Linked DNA regions of Mus musculus: region 1 is linked to region 2. A link is a contact called in public HiChIP or PLAC-seq data. All regions are on one chromosome and are shown on one strand. Each heading gives the region's core, a stretch centred on a gene start, on an enhancer-like site or on the middle of the called end of the contact. The rest is flanking DNA. Distances are from core to core; before and after follow the strand shown.

Region 1 (5,141 bases), core at 1,176-3,675, 190 kb before region 2:
AAAGTGAGTTAAGACCCGAGGCTGAGGGTATAGGTGTTTAGACAGGGAAGGACCTTTTTGGGCCTGGGATAGACTGGGGAAGGCCAGGCAGACCTTGGGTGATTCAGAAGCTGGAGATGGCTCAAAGGAAAGGGTGAGGGTGGGAGCATGGGGGAAGGGTGGGAGCAGAGGGAGAGTGTTGAGCACCTCAGAAAGTTCCTCCAGGGAGCCTAGAGTCTGCTGGAGAGGTGGGAAGGGCAGACCTGGGGGATGGGAGGGTACTGGGGGACACATCCTTGACTTAAAGGCCAAAAAGACCAGTAGGGCTCCTGGCCTGGAAAAGCAAAGGTTGAAAGGAAGATTCTGGGAGTGCGGAGATGACTCGGTGGTTGAATTGCCTCCTGCGTGAAGACTGGAGTGCAGATCTTTGAGCCCAAGTGAAATCCAGGTAGGGCAGTGGTCTTACACGCGTTCTCGCGACCGGCCAGGAAGAACACAACAAACCGGAATCTTCTGCGGCAAAAGCTTTATTGCTTACATCTTCAGGAGCATGAGAGCAAGAGCAAGAGAGCAAGAGAGAGAATGGCGAAACCCCGTCCCTTTTTAAGGAGAATTATCCTCCGCCTAGGACGTGTCGCTCCCTGATTGGCTGCAGCCCATCGGCTGAGTTGCCGTCACGGGGAAGGCAGAGCACATGGAGTGGAGAACTACCCTTGGCACATGCGCAGATTATTTGTTTACCACTTAGAACACAGGATGTCAGCGCCATCTTGCAATGGCGAATGTGAGGGCGGCTCCCCACACAGTGGTCACCCGCAGTCTCAGCTCTCTGGAGGCAATGGAGGCTGGCTAGCTAGAGCAAGTAGAATCAGTGAGCTTCGGGTTCAGTGAGATACTGTGCCTAAGTATATATGGTGGGAAGACATTCATGAAGGCAGCCTCTGCCTTCTTCAGGCATACATGAGCGTGTAAACCCTTCTCCTGATCTCTCTCTCTCTCTCTCTCTCTCTCTCTCTCTCTCTCTCTCTCTCTCTCTCTCTCTCACACACACACACACACACACACACACACACACACACACCACAGCAAAGAAAAGAATAAAGAAAAGGAAGTTCACTATCCTTGCCTTGATGGTCACTCAGCCATCTGCCAATGGCAGGCAGATTTTAGCGCATGGAGACTACCTCTGCCTATTCTCCACTATGTACCCACTGCCTGCCCCTCTCCCACGTTCCATGCCATTAAGCAGGGCAATTAAAGATTTTTACACACGGCTGCACGTGACAAATGGATGTTCCGGTCTCTTGATTTCTGCTGAGCAGAAGCTTCCAGCCAAGAGTCGACACGAGCCTGCTGCTTCAGCGTGGGTCGGGACGATTATTTCAACAAGATTTTTGACAAGGAAATAAAACTCAAAAGTCATTTCCAGGAGCCTGTGGTGAAGTCGGAACATATGCGGTTCTCTGGGGGCTGTCAGGGAAAGACTCTGCAGGGTGTTTATCTGTGTTCTGGGCGGGTGACCACTGTATATTTGGGTGGGCGATATCTGCTGAGCTGTCTGGATCAGAGCAAGAGCTCCATGTCCCTGCTTCCTGTCTCCTCCCTCCTTGCTTCCTCCCTTCCCTTTCCCTCTCTATTCTCTTCCTGTCCATCCTCTCTCTTCCACCTCCTTCCTTCTATCTCTTTCCTGTTCTCCTCTCCTCCCCCTCCCTTTCTTTCAGTTCTTTCCTCCTTCTCTCTTCTCCTCCCTCCCTCCTTTCTCTCTTTCTGTAGCTCTCTCTCTCCTCTGTTTCCCTTATCTCTCCCTCTCCTTCTTTTCCTATGATCTTTCTCCTTTCCCTTTTTGCATTTAATTTAGCTTCTGAGACAGGGTCCCACGGTGCATTCCAAGCCAGCCTGGAACTCACTGTGCTGTTGCTTCTGACTGCTCAGTGCTGAGGTTACAAGTGTGCACCAACCTGCCCAGTGCTTTATTACTTTCTAGTAAGGTCTGTCCATGCCAACTCTAGGGTCCCACTGTAAGCAAGATGATGTCATTTTTCTGCCTTCACAGCAGTACGGTCCTTAGGGTCAGAGCACTCTTCTTTTACAGAGGAAGAACTAAGCTTCAGAGCGAGCGGTTAGGGACTAGTTGTATGTTTTGTTGAGCCCATTTCTGGGGTGGTTGTCATCAAGCAGGGGTCCCTAGGGATGCTGCTGGCAGAGCAATGTGAGCTCCTTGCTCCCTAGCCTGCTGGGTGGATCCCGTCTATCCGCTGGGTGATCGCTGCTAAGCAGTGCAGGCGCTTGGACTCTGCGCTCAAAGTCCCTGTTTGGGTGAGCTCTGGTGGAGCCTGGCATCTCCAAGATTCTTGATTTTTGTCTTAAGGCTCCGAGAGTAATCATTCTTAAAAGCGTCACGGGTTGAAGCTCTCCCTGGAGACGAGAGCTCCCGGAACCCCCAAAATGGATCTGAAAGTCTCATTTCGTGGAGTGTGGTGCTGATGGCTGCTGTGACTATTCCAAGCTGCTTCCCTGGGGGATGCTGGAGCTTATCCAAGCCAGCAGCTGCTGGACGGTGGGCTCCTGGGCTTCCAGTCTCAGCAGGCTTCAGGCTGCTTAGTGGAGGCTATGATAGGATTAGAGATGCTAGCTGGAGTAGCATAATCAGACCCCAGCCATCCCTCCCTCTCTCCCTCCCTCCCAGTGCGGGGTAGAGACCGCTCATCAGTTGATCCTGGTACTTATTTAGCTGTGCCCTGGCTCGGGGGCCCTTCCCTTTCCCTGTAGCACAGCCCTCATCAACACCACCCACTAGTGTTTGGGTTTTGTGTTTGCCAAATTTAGACAGATCTAGGAGCCTATCTCAAATCAAAGCTCTGAAATATCTGTGAAACTCATACTACAACTTCACTGGGAAGTTCTTGGTCTTGGTTGTGGGTTAGAATCATTTAGGGGGATAAAGCAATAACAACAATGACAACAACAATGACAACTTACCTACCTGTGGGGTCATTTGTAGGTACATTGGATGCCAGTGTCTGGAAGTAGAGTTATAGCTAGGCAGCCTGAAGTATATCGTGCATGATTCTAAGGTACAAATAGGACTGGGAACATGGGTCAGAGGCATCTGCCTAGGGCACGTGCAGCTCAACTGCCAACTCCTTATACTCCCCGCTGAAGATCCTGTTGCTCAGCAACCTCTCCCTGCATCCTTTCCCATCAGGCAGGGCAGAAGGGAACCCAAAAGCCATGTGCTTACCTACTTTTGCCTCAAATGCCTCCGAGAGGAGGAAGCCGGAATAGGTGGCAGCCGCCAGTTTCAGAACTGTCAGAAGGAAGCCACCAGCTTGGAGCAGAGCCTAAAAGCACTGAATGCTAGCAATAGCAGCTGCCTTTTATCTACAGCTAACCTCCTGGAGTTTCCCAAGTCTGGGAGATGAGCCTGCATCCCACCCTGCTGATTTGCAGATCCACTCTTTCAGGGCTACTTCTCAGGCTTCATGAGAACGATCCTTTTTGGAAATCACTGGTTCCCTCTTCAGCAGCACTTAGCTTTGGACATAGAACTCAGCTCTACATCTCTGAAATGACCTGTCCTCTTTATATTTCTTCTGTTTCCCTTCCTTGTATTGTTGCTGCCTCCTGCCTGGGCATGAAAGCTTTCCTCAGTATCCTCAGCACGCCATCCTTCCTCAGGATGGGTCCCTTCCCTGGATCTGTGGTGCTGGCCTGATTTGCTTCATGAGTTTCAATCCCTTCATAGCAGCTAAGAACAGAACTTTGTTTTGTGTTTACCAAATTGACCCTATCTCTTTACTATTGTGTTAGTGTGTGTGAGTGCATGTGAGTGTGTATGTGGATGTGTATAGAATGTATGTGTGTGAGTGTGTATGTGTGAGTATATGTGAGTGTGTGTGAGTGTACGTGAGTGTATGTGTATGTGAGTGTGTGTGAGTGTACGTGAGTGTATGTGTATGTGAGTGTATGTTTATGAAAGTCTGTGTGGGATTGGACTCTAGGGCCTCACACATGCTAGGCGAGGGTTCTGTCACTGAGTTACAGTCCCGGCCCACCTTCCTTATTTTTATTTCAGCATGAATATCTCTTTTAATCTCCCAGGTATGGGATCCCAGCTGTGTTGAGCCCCGTTTTCTTGCCAATGGAAATGTCTGCTCCATGTCTCCTCCCACTTTCCTCTTACTCCTGCCATCTTTGTTGCCTTCTTGTTGGGTCACCGTGACAACCTTCTAGCAGCCCTTAACTCCCAGACTCATATCCCTTGTCTACATTTCTTTCAAGAATCCTGCGTATAGTATGGGTTTCCTCTCCCTGGCTACAGATGTCTATTGAGCACCTCTTATGTTCCAGGCTCAATGCTAAGTAATGTTTATGAAGGTAGCCTCACACCATCCTTATGTATGAATCAGTAGAACCCTTCCTCCTCCTCCTCTTCTTCTTCCTCCTCTTTCTCTTCCTCATCTCTATTTTGCCTTGAGGAGACGCATCGGAGGTGGTCAGGAACATTATAAATGGTGGTACAACCATTCCAGTTGACTCTAAGCTCCGAGTCCTTAATTATATGCATCGTCCTCAACTGCTTGTCCAAGCCCCGTGGCTCTAGTACACATGAAGACCAAGGACATGGACTTTTCCAGGCCTGTCCTAGCCCAGTTATACAATCTCATTTCCTTGCATCCTCCTATGGAGGAGTCGATGTATAGGCTCGTTCTTTTTTTGTTGTTGCTGTTGTTTTGGTTTGGTTTTTTTTTTTGTTGTTGTTGTTTTTTGAGACAGGGTTTCTCAGTATAGCCTTGGCTGTCTTGGAACTCACTCTGTACTCCAGGCTGGTCTTGAACTCAGAAATTTGCCTGCCTCTGCCTCCCAAGTGCTGGGATTAAAGGTGTGTGCCACCACCGCCCGGCTAGGCTCATTCTTTATCTCCTCTAACTTTTGCCTAAATCCTTGGTGGCATCCAGCACCTAGGGGCAACACAGCTCCCCACACTTAGCCTTCTTGACCCTTATATGTGCTCTGGATTTCATAAGTCCTTGAAGCACAATGGCATGTGTTCTGATTCCCTTTGGTGCACTTTAATATGAATCCAGTTTCCCTTTCCTTTTTCAAGTATTTCAGTGTTTGTCCCTAGCTGGGCCATAAACCCTCGAGGACAGCAAGTGTGT
Region 2 (5,524 bases), core at 665-3,164:
GAAGACAAAGGAAGTTGAATCATGAGCCCCTAAGCAGGGTTCCCAAGGTTTGGCTACCAAGCAGTCGGAGCCCAGGAGCACGGCCAGAACTGTACTTGAGAAGTATGCCACAGCACTGACCTGTCTACTCTTCTTCCAGGCACATTTCAACTCAGCTGTGCTTCCATGATAATTATCAAAGAAAAGAAAAAGCAGACAACTTAGAACTGGCAACAACCTAACAATCTACTACCTTCTGGCCAGGGAAAGCTCCATAGAGTTAAAAATCAGCTACTGGCTGCTGCTTTGGGATCAAGACCCATAGTTCCATCATATGCATTTGTTTTAAAACTCCGGCAGGTGGGCAGGTGGGCGGGCAGGCAGGTGGGCAGGCAGGTAGGTGGGCAGACAGGCAGATGGGCAGGCAAGTGGGCAGGTGGGTGGGTGGGCAGGCAGAGTTTCCATCACATTCAGGAGCATTTGGTTTCAAGACAAAAGAAAGAAGTTTATTTGTGTCCAGAGCCTGTGTTTTTACAAGCACAATTAATCCACTTGTCTCATAGACAAGTCTTTGAGATAATCAGTACTCATTCTGACAGATAAGAAAGGTGCCGTTTACAGCCAGAACTTGTCTAGTGGCACAAGCTCAATTAGTGGCAGAACTCAGATTCAGACCCGAGTAAGAGCCAGGCAGAAATCATTGTACTACCTAAATATCCCACTGCGGCCGGCATGTATGGATTTGTGTTGAAAGCCAGAGGTTGCTGTTAGATGTGGCCTTCATCTGCTCTCCATCTTACATTCTTGCATGGGTACCTGGCTTTTACATGGATGCTGAAGACCATCCAGAGGGCCTTGTGTTCATTTAACCGTCTTACTAACTGAGCCCATTCCACAGTCCCCTCCTTCCTTTCTACCTCATTTCTGCAGGTCTCTGGCAGGTTGTTCTTCCAGGGCTAACCAGCACCTTCTAGTACCTTCCATGTTATACATCTTTGAAGACATTGACAGTTTGAAGAGCCTCTTGGGCCCCAAAGGCCTTGGCTGTGGAATCAGAGCGCTGGCAGCAGTTCAGTTTGCAAAGGGGCGGCAGGTCTCAGTTAGCCTGGGAGGGAGGCTACACCTCAGTTAACTCGGTGGCCACCATCCAAATTGTCCCACGGTCAAGAAGTGGGCTGCTTCTCATGCCTCTTCCACACCCTGCTTTTGTTTCCCCTCTTTGTCTGTGCCTGTCTTTTCTTCTCGACTGCTGCAAAATACTGTTTCAGCCTGAGGTTTCAATTAGGTTCGGGCATGATGTGTCCATGCCACGCTTTGTGTGGCCCGAAGAGACCATCCTTCCCTGGGCTTCCTCAGAGGGAGCCGCGCTGCCTGCAGAATTTCCTTTTCAAGCTGCCACAGGGCACCTCCTTTCTCATTTCTCCAAAGCCTTGTTTGTCTTTGGGGAAAGAGATGCTGGCCTGTGATTGTGACTGGGGGGCTGGGAGGGGCGAGGATTGACATCTTTTAAAGAAAGCCAAGCTCAGTGGGGGGATTATGTCTCCCCAGCATTCATCCCCATGAATGTGGAGCTTGAATGTCAGGGGCTACATTTGTTTGGTAGGTAGTGGTGAAGGGAGCTGCCCCCAGCCTTTTTTTTTAAGCCTGCTTTTGGCTTTTGATTTGGATGGAACGTGTTCTGCCTATAGAGAAGGCCTCAAAACCAAACCAAACCAAAACCCCCAAAACAAATAACTGGGGCCTGAAGTGGTCAGTGTTTCCAACCCTACTATAGAAAAGACTGTCTTTCACATTTGCCCTGTACACGCAAAGGACCAAGCCCGCAGACGCACGCCTCATTCCCAGGCTCCTGTAGACGTCTGTGGAAGACCTGCGGTTGGCAGTGGAAAGGCTGCTTTCAGGCGTCCTTTGTGTCTGCCCGCTGTGTGCATGAGCTGTCTGGCTTGCTCCAATTGTTTTGAAAGCTCCTGGACATCTGAGATTGGGTCTATTCAGCTCCCTCAGTATAGAGACATGTAAATGAGTTTGTTAATTCAGCTGAGCAACTGATTAAGCTGTTTGTTTGTTTGTTTGCTTGTTTTGTTTTTAACTTGTTGCTTACCTAGGCACAGCAGGGAGGCATGAAAGAGTCCCCGAGGTCTCTGTCTGTGCCTGTAAAAGCCCTACACACCTTGCTGAGCCTTTTCTTGTATACAGGACAATGGTCAGACTGGCTGAGATTTTAGTATTTGTGCTGCCAGAGGAAGCACTAGGGTGGCTGAGATTTGTTTTCTTGTTTTAGACAGGGTCTCACCTTGTACACCAGGCTGGCTTTGAACTCACAGAGTCTGCCTGCCCCTGACTCCTGGGATTAAAGCTGGGTGTCGCCATCCCAACCTGAGTATTTTCTTTAATTATGTACATGTATGTGGCCGTGTGTGACTATATGTATCTGAGTGCATGTTTCCTTGGAAACCAAAGTGTCAGATCCCTCTGGAGCTGGAGTTCCAGGTAGCTGTCAACTGCTTGCCATGGCTGCTGGGGACTAAATGTTGGTCTTCTGCAAGAGCAGCTTGTGCTCTTAATTGTTGTACCATCTTTCTAGCCTCCCAGCTGAGTGCTTAAGGACTCTTCTTGCTCCGAGTCAGGGATGGTGATCAGTGAGATGGAAAGATACCAAGCAAGCTAAAAGGTAGGACGTTTATAATTAAGAAGACATGTCAGGCTGGGGAGGTATCTCAGTCATTAAAGCAATTGCTCTGCAAGCCTGGGTTTGGAGTTCCCAGAACCATGTAGATGCCAAGTAGATGTGGTAGCCTGCCCATAGTTCTAGCCTCTGGAGGCAAAAACAGGGCAACACCAGAACAAGCTAGCTAATAAGAATAGCCATAGTAGGAAGCTCTTGACACCTATGGTTTGTTCATATTACTGTAAATGGCTTTGGCTTAATACCAACACACCCCAGAAGAGACAGATCTATGCACACACATGAATGTATACATGTATATATAAGCACAAAATACACATATTTGGACACAACTCATAAACCCATTCATCTACACTGTATATACATACAATATATAACATGCATGCACACACATATGTACATGTATACATATGGATTTTACTAAGTTGATCAATATCTGGAAGTGACGTATTCCCATGGGCCTCACTTGAAGTGCTACCATTTCCTCTGCCTGAGGGTCTCTGGCTTCTGAGGCTTTTTCACAGAACATTTTGTACCAGAGTTCACTTCCTTCTTACAGCCTCTGACAGCCTTAGTCAGGCCCCCTAACGAGAACCCTCTGCCACACGGTCTTTCAGGAGGGTGTGCGCCTGCCATAGTTCTCATATATTATCCACTCAGATGGACATATGTTTCCCCCAAGCCATAAGAAACTCGTTAGGAGCTCCTGCTTCTGCTGGAGCTGTCAGGCTGCCTCCCTGACAGTGGGCCAAGCTGGCTTTCTCCTGACAGGCTCCTTCAGACTTCCAGCTCTTGTTAAGTAGAACACTTAAAGATGTAACCCCTCCCCCCAGTCACCCAGCTTGAAGAGCATGAACGGCATGTTTTCTTTCTCCCATAATGACATTTGTTTTTAGTCATTTTTTTCCAGCATTGGATTTGCTGTGACATGAGAGGAAAGGGACACATTTTAGAAGGCTGGCTGACTCGACCAACGTTGGCTTAACCGACTCCCATGAGACTGTGTGTCCAGGAACTTGCTACAAACAGGAAGCCATTGCCGTTTCCAGGGCTCTCTAGAACAGTGTGTGGAAGGCAAGCCTTGGTAGCCCCAAGACTCAAGAGAACCTTCTCCACTCTCTCTATACACACACTGATCATGCGTGGCCTGGGCTGCTGGCCTCCTTCTGCAGCTTGTTGGCTGTCAGCCAGGCTCACTGGCCTTCTTCAGACATGGAGAAGGTTTCTCCATCACTTTAGTGGGTCAGGTCCCTAGCCTCTGGGCACATCTCTGTAGTGTAGGTGTAATCTTAGAGTTATTGGAAAGAGCACATGCTAAGGGCTTGGTCTGTTTGTGGAAGTATTGAAATGTGCTGTGAACTTTAGGAAGTGGGGCCTAGTGGGAGGTCCTTTGATGGAGGGAGTGGGTCCTCAAGGGAACTGTAGAGCCCCCCTTTATCCTCTCTCATTTTCTCTCTCCTTCTCTTCCTTTCTCTCTCCTCTTTTCTATCTCTAACCCTCTCCCTCATTCCTCTCCCTTTTTCTTTTTTTTCCCCATTCTCCCCATCCCTTCTCTCCCTGCCCCCTTTCTCTCCACCCCCTTTTCCCCTTACCCCCTGTCTTGGTTGTTTTAGTTTATTTCCAACTTGACACGAGCTAGAGTCATCTGAGAAGGAATTATAATTGAGAAGCCCCCTCCATGAGATATTGGCTTGTGGGAAAAGCTGTAGTATATTTGCTTGATTAATGAATCGTATGGGAGGACTCAGACCACCCTGAGCAGAGCCGCCCTTGGGCTAGTGATCGTGGGTGCTGCAAGAAAGCAGGCTGAGCAACCCATGAACAACAAGCTTGTAAGCCATGTTCTTCCATGGCTTCTGCTTTACCCCGTGCTTCCACGTTCCTGTTCCTGCCTTGAGTTCCTTCCCTGATTTTCCTCAGTGGTGGACTGTTAGCCAGCGGCTAAGCTAAAATCAACCCTTTCCTCCCCAAGTTGCTTTTGGTCGTGGCTTTTCATCACAGCAGAAAAAAACCTAACTAAGACGATCCCTCTTCCCCTCCCTCTTCTCTCCCTCCTTGGATTTTGATGCAACCTCTTTGGTTTTGTTCTGATCCTCCCTGCTATCCATTGCCCTCCCTAGAACCGAGCCAGTACAAGTCCCTTGCCTTTGAACTTTTAAAACTATAGTCTAAATAAACCTTTTCTCCCTTGATTCCTGGGTTGATGTCAGCATGCTCCATGGGATTATAGTTGCTCAGGGACCTGGTGTCCTTTGCTTCTGTCCTCTGTAATAACTGTAAGACAGTCTCTCAAACTGAGAGAACTCACGAGTGCATGGGTATTGATTGCCCCACAAGGGCAGAGATTCTGAGACATACTCCAGTGTGGTGCCTGTCACACAAAAGTAACCAGTAAATCACAGGTGACCAAGAACCACTGCTTAACATGATGCCATGCCCAGTGGCTTAGAAGAGATGATCTTGCACTTAGAAGAATAATATGTACCAAGAGGAAGGAATTACCCTACAGTAACAAAGAGCACAAGCCTGGATTTGTGTTTGTGGGCACACAAATATGCCACTGTATGCATGTGGTGGTCAAAATACCACCTAGGGTGTCAACCCTAGCCTTCTATCTGGTTTGAGATAGGGTCTCTTTTGTAGTTTGCTGCTGTGTGCTTCAGGGTAGCTGACCTGAACTTTCAGGAATGGATTCTTGCTCTGCCATCCATCTCGACATAGGAGCAGATTTCAGGCTTGTGCTGCCATGTCCAGCTTTTTGTGGGCTTTCAGGACTCAAGTCCTCATGATGGATGGCATGTGTTTTGTAGTGAATTCACCTCTCAGCCTCAGGCTCCTCATCTATAAAATAGGATGAGT

The links. HiChIP or PLAC-seq counts read pairs in DNA pulled down with a chosen protein or histone mark.
Region 1: an H3K4me3 HiChIP or PLAC-seq map of embryonic basal ganglia shows a contact between it and region 2, with 2.3 times the contacts expected there. The contact joins two enhancer-like sites. A contact is called at or near these places in 1 of 484 Hi-C or Micro-C datasets (cerebellar granule neurons), 2 of 115 datasets of contacts at active chromatin or transcription factors (astrocytes and embryonic basal ganglia) and 1 of 9 other capture datasets (embryonic stem cells).

What each region holds. Positions count from the first base shown.
Region 1 is chr9:60,454,960-60,460,100 of GRCm38.p6, reverse strand. The region is part of intron 3 of Thsd4 (thrombospondin, type I, domain containing 4); the gene reads left to right. Among named protein-coding and RNA genes, the nearest start is that of Thsd4, 54 kb to the left of the region's middle. Within about 2 kb of position 2,425, at least 59 of the 459 cell types and tissues checked have an H3K27ac peak or open chromatin away from gene starts, as enhancers often do. A contact at or near this core is called in embryonic basal ganglia, where this site is marked.
Region 2 is chr9:60,263,016-60,268,539 of GRCm38.p6, reverse strand. All of the region lies in intron 6 of Thsd4 (thrombospondin, type I, domain containing 4), which reads left to right. Among named protein-coding and RNA genes, the nearest start is that of 2010001M07Rik, 68 kb to the left of the region's middle. Within about 2 kb of position 1,914, at least 24 of the 459 cell types and tissues checked have an H3K27ac peak or open chromatin away from gene starts, as enhancers often do. A contact at or near this core is called in embryonic basal ganglia, where this site is marked.